Regions from separate parts of the Mus musculus genome. Here all the other regions are linked to region 3. A link is a contact called in public Hi-C and HiChIP or PLAC-seq data. All regions are on one chromosome and are shown on one strand. Each heading gives the region's core, a stretch centred on a gene start, on an enhancer-like site or on the middle of the called end of the contact. The rest is flanking DNA. Distances are from core to core; before and after follow the strand shown.

The links. A called contact is a pair of places that touch in the nucleus more often than the background predicts. HiChIP or PLAC-seq counts read pairs in DNA pulled down with a chosen protein or histone mark.
Region 1: an H3K27ac HiChIP or PLAC-seq map of embryonic stem cells shows a contact between it and region 3, with 5 read pairs. The contact joins two enhancer-like sites. A contact is called at or near these places in 3 of 15 datasets of contacts at CTCF or cohesin (CD8 T cells, embryonic stem cells and large pre-B cells), 17 of 484 Hi-C or Micro-C datasets (the HL-1 cell line, bone marrow-derived macrophages, double positive thymocytes and 5 more), 12 of 115 datasets of contacts at active chromatin or transcription factors (the HPC-7 cell line, embryonic basal ganglia, embryonic stem cells and 4 more) and 4 of 9 other capture datasets (adipose tissue, embryonic stem cells, liver and 1 more).
Region 2: a Hi-C map of embryonic stem cells shows a contact between it and region 3, with 2.1 times the contacts expected there. The contact joins the promoter of Rfc2 here to the enhancer-like site in region 3. A contact is called at or near these places in 9 of 39 promoter capture datasets (the C10 cell line, cranial neural crest, embryonic stem cells and 4 more), 5 of 484 Hi-C or Micro-C datasets (cortical glia, cortical neurons, embryonic stem cells and 1 more), 4 of 115 datasets of contacts at active chromatin or transcription factors (effector CD8 T cells, embryonic stem cells, pancreatic cancer cells and 1 more) and 4 of 9 other capture datasets (adipose tissue, embryonic stem cells, liver and 1 more).

Annotation. Positions count from the first base shown.
Region 1 is chr5:134,490,276-134,493,772 of GRCm38.p6, reverse strand. Clip2 (CAP-GLY domain containing linker protein 2) reads left to right here. Exons shown (of 17, transcript NM_009990.3): 15 at 1,369-1,554; 16 at 1,818-1,880; 17 at 2,981-3,497. The coding sequence ends at 2,992. Among named protein-coding and RNA genes, the nearest start is that of Gtf2ird1, 35 kb to the right of the region's middle. Within about 2 kb of position 1,757, at least 169 of the 459 cell types and tissues checked have an H3K27ac peak or open chromatin away from gene starts, as enhancers often do. A contact at or near this core is called in embryonic stem cells, where this site is marked.
Region 2 is chr5:134,581,154-134,585,144 of GRCm38.p6, reverse strand. It overlaps Rfc2 (replication factor C (activator 1) 2), which reads right to left and starts at 2,455. Exons shown (of 11, transcript NM_020022.2): 1 at 2,259-2,455. The coding sequence starts at 2,356.
Region 3 is chr5:134,357,582-134,361,295 of GRCm38.p6, reverse strand. It overlaps Gtf2ird1 (general transcription factor II I repeat domain-containing 1), which reads left to right. Exons shown (of 30, transcript NM_001081464.2): 27 at 150-342; 28 at 1,021-1,058; 29 at 2,178-2,308; 30 at 3,400-3,635. The coding sequence ends at 3,468. Among named protein-coding and RNA genes, the nearest start is that of Gm46925, 11 kb to the right of the region's middle. Within about 2 kb of position 2,440, at least 9 of the 459 cell types and tissues checked have an H3K27ac peak or open chromatin away from gene starts, as enhancers often do. A contact at or near this core is called in embryonic stem cells, where this site is marked.

The DNA of each region.
Region 1 (3,497 bases), core at 508-3,007, 130 kb before region 3:
TATTGGCAGCGTAGGACAGAGCTGGTCCCACCTCTTTCCTTTCTGTTTCACATTTACAGCCCGATGTTCCAGCCGTCTCTGGCCACCTCTGGCATATGGATTGGGTGGATCAAAGAGAATGGGCCTCTTTTTACCCCCACACTTTGGGGCTTGGGGGTTAGATGTGTTGTTTCTGGCCCTGGAGGGATCCATGGGTTAGGCGAAGGTGGAATAATAAAGGATGCTTAGAGAGCTGAGAGGAGGTGACTCAATTGATAGACTGTGTGAGTAGAGCCCTGGGTTCTGTCCCCAGCACTACGTAAAATCAGATGTAGTGTCCTGTGCCTGTAATCTCAGCACCGGGGATGTGGATGTAGGAAGATCAGATGTTCAAGGCTATCCTCAGCTACATAGCAAGTTCTATGCTAGCCTGGGCTACATCAGACTCTGTATCTGAAACAGAGCTTTTTAAGCCATATGGGACCCATCTGGTTTCATATCTGCTCCTAGGTATGGGGTTATCAGGCCTAGCTGCTCTGCCAGTGTTTTGTGTCTGGCTGGTTAAATGCCAGCTCACATGTGCACCACAGGGTACTTGTGGCCTCTATGACTCTGTGCCACAGAAGGAGACAAAGACAAGGCAGATTTCCCAGAAGTGTTGGGCACAGGTAAAGGGAAGCTCAGATTTTTACCTGGAGCTCTGTGCTGGTAGACCAGCCCCGCACTTGGAAAAGCATAGTGGAAAGCTAGAAGATACATGAAAAAGCGCTGGGCGTGATGGCGCATGCCTTTAATCCCAGCACTTGGGAGGCAGAGGCAGGTGGATTTCTGAGTTTGAGGACAGCCTGGTCTACAGAGTGAGTTCTAGGACAGCCAAGGCTACACAGAGAAACCTGTCTCAAAAAACAAAACAAAACAAAAGATATGTGAAGAGTATGGGGCCCTGAGAATCAGGGAGATCTGCACAGAAACTCTGAGCTTGGCCTAAAGGCCCAGGCTGGGCTGAGCATTAAGGAGACGGGGCCCGACACGAGTGTCTTGGAATGCTTTGGTTGGAGACCAGAGTGGGGTGTGTGGACTCTAACCATTGTGGTGGAGGAGAGAGGAGACACTTGTAAGGAGCCAGGCTCAGTTGGGGGAGGGGGGTGTCACATGGACTTGGAAGAGAAAAATAGTGGGTACCAGTTGACTCTGGGTTAGAACAGAAGGGCTGCAGTAAGGATGGAGTGGTGGGTCTTAGGTTCTAGGGCTTGAAGAAGTTGGAAAGTGAACTCTGGGGGAGGGAGGTCCTTGTGAGGCACAAGCTCCACTTAGAAAGCAGGCGGGGCCTGATCCGTTTCGTTAGCACCCACAGGGGCAGGTCACACTTCCACACCTCCACCCTTCCAGGACAAGGAGAAGTCCCTATCAGAGCAGAGACGCTACTCCCTCATTGACCCAGCTTCACCACCCGAGCTGCTGAAACTGCAGCATCAGTTGGTGAGCACGGAAGACGCCCTGCGGGATGCGCTGAACCAGGCCCAGCAGGTGGAGAGGCTGGTGGAGGCCCTGAGGGGCTGCTCAGACAGGACTCAGGTGAGCACACGGGGCTGTAGCCTCGGGAGCCCCAGACCCAAACGGGAGGTGGCTCTATCCTGGGGACCCCAGTCTGAAGGAGGGTGTCCCCGTCCTTGAAACCCCAGTCTGAAAAGGAATTGCTGCCCTGGGAGACCCAGTCTAAAGGACTTTGGTTTCAAGTCTGCTGGTCCCATCCGGAAGATCCCTCCCCCTTGTGGTTATGTGTGGAATTGCATCCTGGCCGCCTGCTCAGTAGCTCCCCCACTCTCCTCCCCTCACAGACCATCAGCAATTCCGGTTCTGCCAACGGTATTCACCAGCCAGACAAGGCCCACAAACAGGAGGTAAGTGCGCCAGCAGTCTCTAAGTCACCCAAGCCGGCAGCCTCTGAAAAAAAAAAATCCCCCGGAAGTCACTAAGTATACAAAGGAACAAGAATGCTTTGTGTGTGTCTGTCCTGTCCCAGCTCGCTTGTTTGCTTAGGAAGATTCTAGCACTGGTATATCCCATCCAGGAATAGTCCTGCTTGCTTTTCTTTCTTTCTTTCTTTCTTTCTTTCTTTCTTTCTTTCTTTCTTTCTCTCTTTCTTTCTTTCTTTCTTTCTTTTCTTTCTCTCTCTCTCTCTCTCTCTCTCTCTCTCTCTCTCTCTCTGTGTTTTTGTTGTTAGTGTTGTTTTGTTTTTTTCCTGTGGTTCTGAGAATGGGACCCAGGGCCTTAGCATTGACTACACCCCAGCCCCTCCCTGGGAGATTTTAGGCAGGGGCTCTACCACTGAGCCATGCCCCCAGCCTCTCACTGGGGGATTCTAGGCAAGCCATCTATTTCCACAGTCCTTGCTTTTGGGAGACATAGTGTCCCAGTTTCCCAACTCTCCCCTCCTGCCCCAACCCCCCCCCCCCCGGCATCCTCCCATGTCCACATCCGTGACTTACTTAGCACCTGGTCTAGAAACATCCATGTCCCCAGCTAACTGTGTGACCCAGGCAGAAGAGGCTGAAGTGAAGAAAACCACAGCTTGCCCCTTGGCTTTCCAGCTGTTCTGCATTTAACGAGGGCCAGGCTTGGGAACAAGGGCCTTTGAAGGCCATTCCTAGCCAGGTAGCCAAGGACCAGGCAGCTGGCGGAGCTGATGTGGGCAGGGTTGGCATGGCAGAGTAACCACTGCCCTGGGAACTGCTGTCCAGACCACATAAGGGTTTGTTTGCCCAGCAACATTGTAAGAAACATTACTACCAGATGTGCAATCAAGGCTTATGTATAAGTTCATACTTATGCAAAGCCATCCTCTACAGAGATACTTGGATTTCCTTGTAGAATTCCTTTTCCTGCCACAGGGCCTTGACGCATGCTGTACCCTCTACCCAGCTCTCTTCCTCCTTGTCCCTCCCTCATCTGTCCATTCATTCTTCCTAACCCTTGATGCCCAAGCCCTTGTTCTCTCTAGGACAAACACTGACCGCAAGGGACACCAAGGACCGACCCTACTCACACCAGAAGCCCTACCAGGCTTCCCAGCAGCGCCACCTTCAGGCAGGAGTCAGAACTGTCCCCTTGGAGATGTGACTGTGTTTGTAACAATATTGTCCTCACTGCCGTGGACACGTGGACACGTCCCACCTGAACCCCCTGCCGGACCAGGAGGCTCCCACAGACACGGCCTTCCACAGAGCGCGGTACAGCTGGGCCCAGCCCTGGAGAACCTCTCTTGTCCCAAGGAGCTTCGTGAACTGGCAGAGGCTGAAGCGATCCAGTTGGGCCTCTCTTGACTATAGCAGGCTGCTGCTGCGGCTTGTCTGGACACCTGGGGACTTCCCCGCCTCCCTTCCCTTCTGTGTCCCCAGGTCCCCCGCAGGCCCCTGAGGGATGGAGCAGGGCCCCTGCTTGGACACAGAACACACCAAGAAGGGCTTCAGAAACTAGGGAGGGAATGCTTGACTCCACGCATTGAGCCCCTCCTACAC
Region 2 (3,991 bases), core at 1,206-3,705, 220 kb before region 3:
TCCAGGTCTAGGATGACAGGCATGTGTGTATCACTGTGCCCAGTCCACGGGGGCTGGCAATGGAAATGTGGGTTTCCATTTGACAGCAAGCGCCCTATCAACTGGACCACATCTCCTGATGGCCTGGAACTCATGATCTGTCTATCTCAGCCTCCTGACCACCAAGTTCTGCTTTTTAAATGAACAAGCAACATTAAAAGTCAAAAGGACGTTTTCCAGCTCTGCGTACAGATGTTGTAGATTTACTGTGATCTGACCATCAGTTTCCTTTGCTCTTTTTTTATATTCTGCTGTTTTCTCTCCTTTCCCTCTCTATTTTTGGAGACAGGGCTTCTCTACGTAGTTCTTGCCAGACTGGAACTCCTGATAGAGAGCAGGCTGGCCTTGAACTCAAGAGCTCCACCACCTCCAGCCTTAAGTATATATCCGTCCATGTTTATTATTTATATGTGCCATGGCACAGGCGTGGAGATCAGAGGACAACTCTGGGAGTCGGTTCTCTCCTTCCAAAGTGTAGGATCCAGGATTACACTGGGTTGTCAAGCACTCTAACCATTGGCCTCACACTCCCTGTGTAGCTAAGGTGTGAGCTACTCCAAGGGGATACCCACTTTCTTTTTACTTATTTCGATGGCTACCAGACAATGCTAAATTATATACATGGTGCATTTTCTTTTCTTTACTTTCCTTTTCTTTTTTGAGTGCTGGGGATGAAACCCTAGGCCCTGAGCATGCCAGGCAAGGGTCTGCCACTGAGGGATATTTCCAGTTTGCATACTTTTCTAGTATACTTTACACTTTAGGCCAGCATTCTCAACCTGTGGGTCGAGGACCCCCCACCCCCGCCCGGGGCTGTTGACTGACCCTTCCTCAGGGAATGCATAAGGCCACCAATAAACTTAGATATTGACATCATATAACATAACAGCAGCAGAATTGCAGCTATGAAGTAGCAATAAAAATTTTATAGTTGGGGGGGCACCCCAACATGAGGCACTGTATGAAAGGGTCACAGCATTAGGGAAGTTGAGAACCATTGCTCTGGAGAGATAGTTCAGTGAACCGAGGAACCTCTCTGTGGTCTGCTGTCAGAAACCTTACTTTTGATAAAGAAAAACTAGTGCTGGGGTAGCTCCATGCTAGCATGTGGTCTGGCAGCAAGTTCCATGCAAAAACTAAAAGCTCAAAATTCACCTGCAGCCCCTGTCCATAGGCAGAAGACACAGTGGGGTCAGAATTCGTCATTCTCGACTATACAGAAAGTCTGCAGCTAGCTTAGGGTGGTGAGACCTACCGTAACAAAAGTGAAACACACACACACACAGAGTTTTGTTTTGTTAAACAGTGTTTCTATGTGTAGCCCTGGCTGGCCTCCAACTCAGAGAATCACTTGCCTCTGACTTCCAAGTGCTGGGATCAAAGGTGTGTGCCACCACCTGGCTAAAGCTAATAGTTTTTTAAGATGAGATTTTTAAACAAATAAAAAAATATGAGGCCAGGGCTGGAGAGATGGCTCAGCGGTGACGAGCACTGCCCGCTCTTCCAAAGGCCTTGAGCTCAATTCCCATAGTGGTGGCTCACAACCATCCGTGATGGGTTCTGATGCCCTCTTCTGGTGTGTCTGAAGACAGCTACAGTATACTCATATACATAAAATAAATAAAAGCCATTAGCATTGCACTGCATGAGGGCCTATTAGTCACGTTTAAGCATCATTTAGATGAACCTCGAGACACATATTCCTCAATTTCCATAAATAAAAATCTCTACCTTTGCCTGGTGGCTTACACCTGCCATTCCAGTATTTGGGAAGCTGAAGCAGGAGAACTGCAGAAACTTCAAGACCAGCTTGGGCTTCACAGTGAACCCCAGGGCTGTGAATGGGCCTCAGTCCGTAGAGTGCTAGCTTAGCGTGCACGAGGCTCTGTGTTCCATCCCCAGCACTGCTTTACGGAAGTAATGCATGCCCTGTCACCCCAGGATCAACGTTCAAAGTCATCCTTTGCTACGTAGTGAGTTCGAGTCCAGCTTGGGTTACACAGGACACGATCTCAAAAAAAAAAAGAAAGAAAGAAAGAAAAAGAAAAGAAAAGAAAGAAAGAAAAACAGAATATCTAGCTTCAAGAAGGAAAGGGGAAATCTGCGCTCCTGGGGACATCTGCACCTTCTCTGTCCCCTAGACCCAGGTCGAACCCAGGGTTCCTGGAGCTCGGCCCGCCCTCACGTCTACGCGCGCGTTACTATGGCTGCAGGCTCACCACGGCAGCTCGTAGTGGCCGGCGGTCTTGCTGGGGACAGGCGAGGGCTCCTGCGCCCCACTCTCGGATGGGTCACAGCCACTCTCCTGAACCTCCATTCCGGTGGCTGCTCTTCCCGCCACCCGAGGCCCCGCCCCATGCCGCTTTGACGGAAGTCTGGGTCCTGGTTTCCGGGCAACGCCGAGAGGAAAGCGGAAGTGCGTTATAGAGGCGGTGAATCTCTTCCTGCGCCTGCGCAGAGAGCACCGCGTAGCCATCCCTGGCCGCTAGAGGCCGCAGTGATCTCAGGAGCTGGCGTTTGAGAGGCGGGGGGGGGGGGGGGGGAGACATTTTATTATATCTTATTTAATTGTGACATTAAATAAGATAAAATAAAATCATTTCATTTCTTTTTACTTTCATGGACTTTTATTTTTTTTGAGACAGGGTTTCTCTGTGTAGCCCTTGACTGCTCTGAAACTCACTGTGTAGACCAGGCTGGTCTTGATTTCAGAGATCTGCCTGCCTCTATCTCTTGTGTGTGCCACCAATGCCTGGCTAAAATAAGGTTTTTTTTGTTTTGTTTTGGTTTTGGTTTTTCGAGACAGGGTTTCTCTGTGTAGCCCTGGCTGTCCTGGAACTCACTTTGTAGACCAGGCTGGCTTCGAACTCAGAAATCCGCCTGCCTCTGCCTCCCAAGTACTGGGATTAAAGGCGTGGGCCACCACGCCCGGCTAAATAAGTATTTTTAAAGAGATGCTTTCTAGGCCCAGGTTTGGTGGCACAGGTCTTTAATTCCAGTACTTGGGAGCAGAGGCACATGGATCTTTGTAAGTTCAAGGCCAGCCAGAGCTATGTACTATCACAAATTTCAGAGCTATCACAAAAATTAAACAAAAAAACAAAAAAAATACAACAATAACAAAACTAAAGATACTTTCTGGCCAGGTAAAGTAACACACACCTGTCATTCTTTTTTTTTTTTTTTTTTTTTTTTTTTTTTAATCATATGTGAGTACACTGTAGTTGTCTTTAGACACCTCAGAAGAGAGCATCAGATCTCATTATGGATGGCTGTGAGCCACCATGTTGTTGCTGGGACTTGAACTCAAGACCTTTGGAAGAGTAGTCAGTGCTTTTAACCACTGAGCCATCTCTCCAGTCCCACACCTGCCATTCTTACACTACTAACAAGCCGGGCAGGAGGAGAGTGAGTTCTGGGACTAGAAAAGGGAGACTCTGTCTCAACAAAGCAACTACAACAAAAAAAGCTGACATGACACATACCTGTAGCTTCAGCACTTGAAAGACAGATGCCAGCCTGGGGTACATGAGATTCTTAAAGAAATAATAGGGCATGGGTCAGAAGCCTGGGTTCCACCAGTATCAACGAGGAAAAAAAAATGGTTTTCTCCAAGGTGGCATTTTCAAGGTTTAAGGCTGGTGATTTCCAAGCAGGCTCGCCCTACCGTTAGCAACCTCAGCAAACTGCTTATTTTCGTAGTCTGCCTGCCCAGACACATCCCACGGAGTGCCTCTGGTAAGCACAAAGGTTTTTATTTGAACTCTTTGGCTAAACATTAGCAGTTTTTTAATTGCTTTCCTTGCTTTTTGTTATTGTTGCTGTTGAGAAGGTGTCTCTGTAGCCCTGGCTGACCTGGATGTGTGAACCAGGCTGGACTTGAACCAGGGGAGATCCCCCCACCCCTGTCCTTGGAATGCTGAAATTAAAGGCTGTGCCACCACTTCTGGTC
Region 3 (3,714 bases), core at 1,191-3,690:
TATTAACCATCATAGCATACCTGAGTGATGTTGCTGTCCCTAGGGTGGGATGCTGCAGAGTTGGGCTGTCAGAGTCATAATCTTCTCCCCAGAGTGTCTCACCCTTTGACACGGGCCATCTTTCTCTGACTCTGACCCGTGTTCTTCAGGTGAGGCCCTGGGACTGAATCGGCCTGTGCTGGTCCCTTACAAACTGATCCGGGACAGCCCAGATGCCGTGGAGGTGAAGGGCCTCCCAGATGACATCCCCTTCCGGAACCCCAACACCTATGACATCCATCGGCTGGAGAAGATCCTGAAGGCCAGGGAGCATGTGCGGATGGTCATCATCAACCAGCTCCAGTGAGTGCCGTGGGGACAGCAGGGTGAGCGGGATGGGAAGGTCCCCCAGTGCTGCAGGGCACGAGCCAGCAGGTCAGCAGTGGTCTGTCAGAGACAGGCTCCTGAGTCAGAAGATCAACTCCATATTTAGTTGTTGTTTTAAAACAGCGTCTCACGTAGTCCAGGCTGGCCTGGAACACACTATGTGGCTGAGGCTGATCTTAAACTTCTAGTATTCCAGCTTCCATATCCCCCATGCCTGGATTATAGGCATGAGCTAATGTATTCCTATCATCCCGGTAATGGTGAAGCAGAAGCAGGAACACAGATAGGCCTTCGTCTATGGCACCACTGTCTCAAAAGAGTTCCAGGGATCTTGTGCCCTGGTCACTTGAGCCGGGAACATATGCATGGTGAGCTGCTCGCTTCATGAGAGCCAGAGAGCAGAGAGAGGCGGGAGGAATCAGTTCGCACTAGCATCCCCACGAGGACATCCGTCCCACCAAGCCCCTCCTCTTAAAGGCCTACCACCCTGTTAATGTGCCAGAGGAGCACACATTTAACACATGAACCAGTGAGCTGCGCTTAGGGTGTAAAGCTATAGCTTGAACTGTAACCAAAGCTGACCTTCCTGTAGTCAGAAGCAGCAGATGAGGAGGGGAAACCTTCTAATTGCCGCCTGGCTTCTGTCTTTTTCAGACCTTTTGGGGACGTCTGCAACAATGCCAAGGTGCCAGGTAAGTGAGAAAGACAGTAGAAGCCAGCCTTCAGCCCCATGGGGACTAGTCTAATGCCTTCAAAGAAAAAAGAAAAGAAAAGGCACAGACAGGCAGGACCTTGGCATGGTTCAGTGTATAAAGGTGCTTGCTACTAAGCCTGATGATGACCTGAGTTCAATCCCTGGGACCCACATGATGGAGAGAGGGCCAACCACTCCTGCAAGTTGGCTGCACACACACACATACACACACACACACATATATATTATATATACACACACACACATAAATACATACATATATATATATACATATGTATATATATTCATGTGCCATATATATGTAAATAATTTTTAAAAACATAGGTAAGGCTGGCGTGTGGATTCGTTGGGAGAGAATGTGCATCAGCTATAGTGGCACACACACCTATAATCCCAGTACTCAGGAGGTAAAAGGCTGGAGGATCAGGAGTCAAGGCCAGGTTCAGCTGCACAGTGACGTGGAGGCCAGCCTAGGCTACATGAGACCTGCCTCAACAAACCAAACCAAAATATTTGGGTAGGAAATGGGTAGCAGAACAGATACTGAGGGTTTTTTAAGGTCTTGGGTTGGCAGCCATACTGAAAACTAAATGTTCTGGGTGAGGCCATGAAAATAGAACCTGTTGAAGTGGTGAGGAATATTTTATCAGCAAGACAAGTAGATGAATAGAAGCCAGAAGTGGGACAGCTGGCCTTTAGACCTGCTTAGGAAGTAAGACTAGACAAGTGAGGCTCAGCCACTGAGCCTAGAATGCTAGGCCCAGGGCATTGAAAGAATAAAGCTGTAACTCAGAGGTGGGTAGAGCCCCTGCCTAGAATCCCCCAGGGAGGGGCTGGGGGCGTGGCTCAGTGGTAGAGCCCCTGCCTAGAATCCTCCAATCAGGGGCTGGGGGCGTGGCTCAGTGGTAGAGCTCTGGCCTAGAATCCTCCAATCAGGGGGTGGGGGTGTGGCTCAATGTACACAAAACCCTGGTTTCTTAGGGCATCAAAATGAGTAAAACACTAAAAATCTAAAAGCCGGGACTTTCTCCCGGGAGCTCAGGAGGCCAGCACAGGGTGGCCCCTAACAGCCCTCAGCTACTGTTTCTTCCACCAGCCAAAGACAACATTCCCAAGCGCAAGAGAAAGAGGGTCTCTGAAGGCAACTCAGTCTCCTCTTCTTCCTCCTCTTCATCTTCGTCCTCTAACCCAGAGTCTGTGGCATCCACCAACCAGATCTCCCTCGTGGTAAAGTCACGCGGATCCGAACTTCACCCTAATTCTGTGTGGCCTTTGCCCCTTCCTCGGGCAGGGCCATCCACAGCTCCAGGAACTGGGAGGCACTGGGCTCTGAGAGGGACTCAGCCAACCACAGAGGGGCAGGCACATCCACTCGTTTTGCCCACAAGATAGACGGAGGGTCCGCGCAATCAGCGCAGTGCTTGAAGTGTGGCTATCACCTGCGATGTGTATAAATGACGTCAGCAGGAGCCAGAGGGGGAAGGTCACGTGACAGAACTCAACCTCCATCTTTTGGCTACATTGCTTTGTTTAGCCCTTTCCTGATTCAGAAGAACTCATGTAAAAAAAAAAAAAAACAAAACAAACACAAACACAAAACCCACCCAGGGTATGGTGTCTTACGTCCACAGTCCCAGTAGTAGAAGGGGGAAGATCGGCGTTCAAGGCCCTCTGAGGCTATATGGAGACTGTCTCAAAGAAAACTGGCTAAACTGGGGGCAGAGGGTGTGGCTTAGTCAGCAGGGTACATGCTTTGCATGCATGAAGCCCTGGGTTCTATTTGCAGCTCCATATAAACTGGACCTGGTGGTACACGCCTGGGATCCTAACACTGGAGAGGTAGAGTCAGGAGAATCAAAAAGTTCAAGGTTAGCCTCAGCTACGTAGAAAGTTTGAGGCTAGCCTGGGCTACATGAGACTGCTTCGAGAAAAAGGAATGAAGGAAAGAAAAGCTGTTTTGTTGTTGGTTTTTGGGGTGTTTTTTTTTTATCATTTTTTTCTATCATTGACTCCCTCCCTTCACCCCAGGAGGTGAGATAGTGTCTGTGGGGTGAGACTGTGTGAACCATGGTTTCCGCTCATGCTGACGCAGCCCTCAATGGTGTCTAATCCATGTATTGAACACAGGTGGGGACAATCACTATGCTCCACCTGTGTGACCTCGGGCAGGTCTCTTTCCCTCTCTGGGCCTCAGTGGCTGCATAATAAGTACCATTTGAATTCATCCTCAAAGAAAGCGTGCTAATTATTCTGGGAGTTCCTCCATGTCACCTGGAGTCCTAACGTGGTCCCTCTGTCCCCTCCCCCCCTCTCTCTAGCAGTGGCCAGTGTACATGGTGGACTATTCCGGACTAAACGTGCAGCTTCCGGGCCCCCTTGATTATTAGACCTCAGAGCCGAATCAGGACCTCAACTCAAAAGACTAAAGGAAAATGTAATTTATGTACAAAGTATATTCGGATATGTATCAATGCCTTTTAGTTTTTCCAATGATTTTTACACTATATTCCTGCCGCCAAGGCCTTTTTAAATAAGTAAAGAAAATGAAAAAGAACAAAAGCGTCACTTTTTTTTCCCCTTTGGTTATATGTTCACGTTTGGTGGTGTGGCCCAGCAGGTGGTGTGGTCCCATC